2 separate regions of the Ovis aries genome follow, and region 1 is linked to region 2. A link is a contact called in public Hi-C data. All regions are on one chromosome and are shown on one strand. The core of a region is the stretch at or near the end of the contact, and the rest is flanking DNA. Distances in the headings are between cores, read along the strand shown. Region 1 has its middle 75 kb from the start of TRNAG-UCC. Region 2 overlaps LOC121818990 (a long non-coding RNA gene).

Evidence for each region. A called contact is a pair of places that touch in the nucleus more often than the background predicts.
Region 1: a Hi-C map of hypothalamus shows a contact between it and region 2, with 2.5 times the contacts expected there. The contact joins two enhancer-like sites. A contact is called at or near these places in 3 of 16 Hi-C or Micro-C datasets (blood, hypothalamus and liver).

Annotation. Positions count from the first base shown.
Region 1 is chr3:7,077,992-7,080,819 of ARS-UI_Ramb_v3.0, reverse strand. No RefSeq gene overlaps it. Among named protein-coding and RNA genes, the nearest start is that of TRNAG-UCC, 75 kb to the left of the region's middle. Within about 2 kb of position 1,394, at least 12 of the 54 cell types and tissues checked have an H3K27ac peak or open chromatin away from gene starts, as enhancers often do. A contact at or near this core is called in hypothalamus, where this site is marked.
Region 2 is chr3:7,010,106-7,012,805 of ARS-UI_Ramb_v3.0, reverse strand. LOC121818990 (a long non-coding RNA gene) reads left to right here. Exons shown (of 3, transcript XR_009599737.1): 3 at 1-457. Among named protein-coding and RNA genes, the nearest start is that of C3H9orf50, 120 kb to the right of the region's middle. Within about 2 kb of position 1,450, at least 45 of the 54 cell types and tissues checked have an H3K27ac peak or open chromatin away from gene starts, as enhancers often do. A contact at or near this core is called in hypothalamus, where this site is marked.

The DNA of each region.
Region 1 (2,828 bases), core at 145-2,644, 68 kb before region 2:
TCCTTTGCAGGAGGAGATGGCAACCCACTTCAGTATTCCTGCCTGGGAAATCCTATTGACAGAGGAGCCTGGCCGGCTACAGTCCATGGGGTCACAAAGGCCTGGCTCAGCGACTGAGCACATTCGGAGAGCTGCTTTCCAATGTTGTGTTACTTTCTGCTGTACGACAACGCGAATCAGTTCTAGGTATACATAGAGCCCCCTTTCCATTTTATGGACAGTAGTGTGTACGTTAATCCCAACCTCCTAATTTACCCCTCCCAGCCTTTCCCCTTTGGTAGCCATAGGTTTGTTTTCTGTGCCTCAGTCTCTTTCTGTGGTGTGGATTAAATGACAGCTGAGAGCTCTAAGCACACAATATGTGAGTATCAGATAGGCTTTGCAGACATCCCGTGTGCAGATGCCAACCCTTGATACCCCCTGCCCCACCCCCACTTCTCCTATAGTCTTCTTCATCTTGGGAAATGGTACCTCCCACTGTTCGTGCCACGGCAGTCATCCTTGACTTTTCTCTTTCTTCCACCCCCACATCCGATCCTTTGGCAAATCCTGATGACTCTACTTGAAAGAAACCCTGAATTCAGCCATGTCTGTCTCTCCCACTGTTGCTGTCCCCAGCCAGGCCAGCATTGTCTCTCGCCTGGACTCCACCAGCCTCTGACTTCTCCCACCTTTCCGCAGGCTTCTCCAGGCTGTGATCCACTCAGGAACCAGAGAGACTCTGTAAAACACAAATCAGCCCCTGGCTCGCTCTCCCCCACCCCACTGGCTTCAGGCGGTCATAGAGAAAATCTGAGCCCCGCCCCCAGAAGACCCGCACCGCCCTCAGGGCGCCCGGAGATGCCACCTCAGGGCCGCTGCACTTGCTCTTCCCCTGCCCAGGACTTCTCATGCCGCGTCTCTGCGGGGCTCACCGCCTCCCTTCGCCCAGGTCCCAGTCCGTGGTCGCCATCCTCATCGCCCTAACCTTCCTCTCCAGACTCCATCCCTTTCATTCTCCAGCCTAACCCCTCACTGTTTTCTCTCTAACTTGTCTTGCTCCCTGGCCCTTGGTATCGGCCTGTTTCTTTATCTCTTTCTTCCCTAGAACATGCGCCTCCCAAACTCGGGAACTGTGTCTTGCTGTCCAGAAAGCCTCCCGGTTTTTAGGACAGTCCCTGGCAAGAGCATGGGCTTGTTGATTGCCCTGATGGCCCAAGTGAATGGATGAGTGCTATTAGGATCATTCTTGCTCTGCAGAAAGCCAGAGAGAGAGAAGTTGAGGAGAGAGTTAACACGATTGTGCCTAATAAGAGAAACTCCAGCAGCCTGACCCGGCCTGTCTTCTGCCAGAGACCAGCGGGCTTTCCGTGGCTGGGGTTCAGTCTGACTGCTGCTATGGTTACCGGGAGCCACGGCCTCCAGAAGAAAGGCAAGGCCAGGCTGACTCTGCTGTTCTACTCAGCTTGTCACACATCTTCCTTGAGTGGTCCAGAGTCTGGTGGAGAAAGATCACATTCAAAGAGAGGTGGCCACCCCCATCTTGTCTTGGCTCCATTGTGCCGGATGGAGAGAGGACAGAGGGGCTGGCTGTTCTGGAAAACGGTCCATGCTCAATCCGTACGTGTTGAGGACCAAGCCAGGCTCTGGAGGGGACTCACAGGTCAGCAGTCCGTGGTCCCTGCCTGCAGGGAGGTTTCTGGCAGCTGGGAGTTCCAGGAGACCAGGGCAGGCTTAGCTGTGTATAAAAATAGCCCGTGCTCTCTCTGCCTGAGAGGGAGGAGGCAGGCACCTAGGGAGCCAGTGAGAGAGTGCTACAGTCCCCTCCTTCCTGCTGGCCCCTCACCCTGAGGCAGCCCCGTGGCCTGGGATGGAAGGGCCCCTACTTCTGCAGTGCTGGAGTCCCAGGTTCTTGGCACCCAGGAATGAAGTAGCATCTTCTTTAACATCAGGCCCCACAGGAGGCCAACACATTAAAGCGTTTGCTCAGGACCTCGCAGCTGGTATGGCAGAGCTTCTAGAAGGGTGTCTGGCTCTTCCCGTGGCCCTCACCGGGCAGTGATGTCCTCGGATCATCCTTATCATTTTTCTGCTCTTTCAGCTGGACACTCCATCCCCGATCTTCACTGCAGAGAACAGACTCCTGAGCTCCGGGAAGCCTTGGGGACTGACCACAGCTCCCTGAGGAGCTCCTGCAGAGCCTGGAGGTCCAGGGCTGAGGCCTGTTACCGTCACATCACTGTCTCTGCCTCAGCCTGCACGTGGCTTTCTCCTCTTCTGTGTCCCTTCCTTGTCTCCTCTAAGGACACTTTTGATGACATGGAGACCCCACCTGGGTAATCTGGGATGATCGGATTTCAGTATTCTTGACATCTCAAAGGACCCTTTCTCCAGATAAGGTCACATCCACAGGTTCCAGGGATGAGGATGTGGACTTATCTTTTGGGGGCCACCGTTCAACCCAATGCGACCTCCAGCATTATCACTGCTATCAGCATCCTTACCAACATCAGTTAAGTACTAATATGTACCAGGCTTAGTCCAGGTACTTTTCCTATACCATCTCCTTTAGTCCTTAAGACAAACTTAGGGCAGGTACTGTTATTATCCTATTTAATAAGGACATTGAGGCTCAGGGAGAAGTCAGCGCTTGTCCAGGGTCTCCCTTGAAACCCAGGCAGTTTGATTTCAGTGTCTCCTGCCTTGCCGTAGTTATCTTGCTCCACCCCCATTCTGTTTCCGATCATACAGATAATTCCATGGAAGAATCAGTGTGGGGCAATGAGCACCCAAATGGGCGGCAAGGTGCCTGGGTTCTGATCTAGGTTCTGCCACTAGACAGCAGCAGA
Region 2 (2,700 bases), core at 201-2,700:
AGAGACCCCCACCCTGGGGTGGAGACAAGCAGCATTGGGAGCAGAGTGGTGTGGGTTCTTCCTAAACTCAGAATCCCCAGTGCTGAGAACAGTAACTGGCACACAGTGGGCTCCTGCACATTGGTTGGATGGATGACTGAGTGACTTCCTGATCCCAGGCCCAAGGAGGAGGACCTGACGTTTGTCTGCCTGCTCCACTGTGAGGCAAGACTGCTTGGGTTCTGTGAGCCTGGGAGAGGCGGGTGTGCAGGCAGGCTTCAAAGGACCAGGAGGCAAGGGATGGGGACCAGGAGCACCATGGTGAAGCCGCTCTGTCTCTGGTGAAGCACTCTCTGATCCCTGGGTATTCACAGCACTGAGGAACTTTCAGGTACCCCCAGAATCCCCAGCGGGGACCCCCACACACAATTCCACGGTGGTCATTAAAGCTGGGTCTGTGGACTCAAATGTGTCCCTAGCTAGACCAACGCCTGTTCTGGTGTGCTAAGGGGCCTGATGGAGCCCCCGAGGCACTGGTTTGCCAGGCCACCCACTTCCAGGGGTGACTTTGCACCAGCCCCAGCCTCTCTCCAGGCCTGTTTCCCCACTTATACAGTCAGATCCTGTGACCCCCTCTCCCTGCCCGAGGTCAGACCTCGCGCACAGCTGCCTTCCCCCTCTGACTGGCAAACAGCCCCTGGGACTGCCCGGGGATGCATGGACCTGCCTGGGCACACGCGTGCACACGCAAAGGCACACACACAGGGTTAGGCATGTGCACACAGGCCCCTGCTCCCACAGGTACACACGTTCACACAAGCAGACACACTCTCACACCCTGCAAGCGCAACCCACCCTCACACTCAGCCCCCCCCGCCCCCCCCCGCCGTGTGTCCCGGCCCTTCCCTCCCGACCCTCACCCTTGCCCAGGGCACTCACACCAGCTCACACTCACTCACGCTCCCTCACACACACCCCACATAGGCTGGGCACCGACAGTTGGCGCGGGCGGGGCTGGGAGCGGGAGGGAGAAAACCCGCGACTCCACCGGGGAAGAGGGGTGCGGGGGGTGCGCGGGCGAGGGAAATGACAGCCCGCGGTCCCCCTGAGTCCCGGCTCATGAATATTAATATGGCGGTAATTAAAATGCAGGGACGCGGCAGGATGGATGCGGTGCCTCCGGAGCGCTGGGGAGCGCGGCGTCTTCGCAGGCGGGGTGGAACCCGCTCCTCGCGGGCGCTCAGGCTCTGGGGCCGGGAGGGAGGGTGGGGGGAGAAGGGGGCCGGGGCCGGGGTCTGGGATCTGTTTCGGCCCGGCCGAGCGTGGCGGCCGCGCGTTCCCACCCGCGCCCTGCCCCAGGCCGGGCCGCCCGCCAGGCCCCCGTTTCCCGGAGCCGGCCCCCTCCCGCCCTCGCGGCCCGGTGATGTCATCGGCACAAAACTTTCCGCTTCCCGGCCGTCTCGGGGCCCTGAGTCATCGCCGCCTCCGGCCCGGCCCGCGCCGTCTGTTTGTGCAGAGCTGAGCCCCGCGGGGCCCCGGCCTGACTTCAGGCTGACACGGTCCGGAACCGCGTGGGGCCCCTGTACCCCACGCTGCGGGCCGCAGGGGTGGCGGCGGCGCTCCTGGGGGCTGTGGAGTCGGCTGGGGCGCCGGTAGGGCACACTCTGGGGTTCCAGTCTCAAATCGCCTTGACCTTGGGCAAGTCCTTTAGGCTTTCTGAACGTCCCGTGTCCTCACCTGCCACTTAGCAGGTGCTCCACGAATCTTCCCAGACTCAGTAAGTGAGTTGTGCTGCTGGGTGACCCCAGGCCCAGAGATGGGAAGGGACTCGTCCAAAGTCACACAGCACATGGGCAGGAGAGCTGGGTTTCTGGGCCCAAGTCCCTTCTGTCTTGCCACACGCTCTTAACGACCTAGGGCTGAGGACCCATTGGGGCATCTGCTGAGCGGGGCAGACCCAACAAGGTGGGTGGAGGGGCGTGTTCTGGAGCAGGCCCACGGTAGAGGGTGGGGGGGGGGGGGTGAGTCCAGACCAGTTTTCTCATCTCTAAAAGCAGGGCTGAAAATCAAGTCAGAAATAATAAAAGGCTCCAATAAGAAAAGACTATGCAGTGTGAAGGCTATTGGGCAGCTGTTAGCACCATATCCAGTGAGTGGGCCGTTTTGGAGTCTGATGACCTCGGTTCAAATCGCTGGCTCTCGGCCCCTTGTCCCCCACGCCTTGCTCTGCGCCCTCAAGTCAGGTACTGACAGCTGAGCCCTGTGCCAGAGCTGCCACCTTCCGCCTCCTCGGCCTCCTGGGTGCTGGGAAGGCTTGTCAGCAAATGCCCACTGCGTCAGAGACGTACGGAGACTGTGCCAAAAACATGGCCACTCTTAGGCTCTTGCTTGGGTCTTTGGCCTGTAACCTCAGGGCCCAGTGGATAGATGGAAACAAAGACCCTTCTGGCTGCTTCTCTCTGGGGCTGAGCAGGGATTAGGTCTGGGATTCCAGACCACACAGCTTCTCAGATGAGTGGTTGTAGCTCAGGCTGTTCCCCACATGCACCCCCAGTGCCACCCAGTGTCTCCCCTGGGTCCAGGCCTGCCCCTCCTGTGGGCCTGTGTGTGTCCATGTGGCTGAGCCCTCCTGACCCACACCCTACTCCTGCCCACACACACCCCCTCAAGCATCAGAGAAAGATTCACCCCGCATCCTTGCCTCTCCCTTCCCGCCCCCCA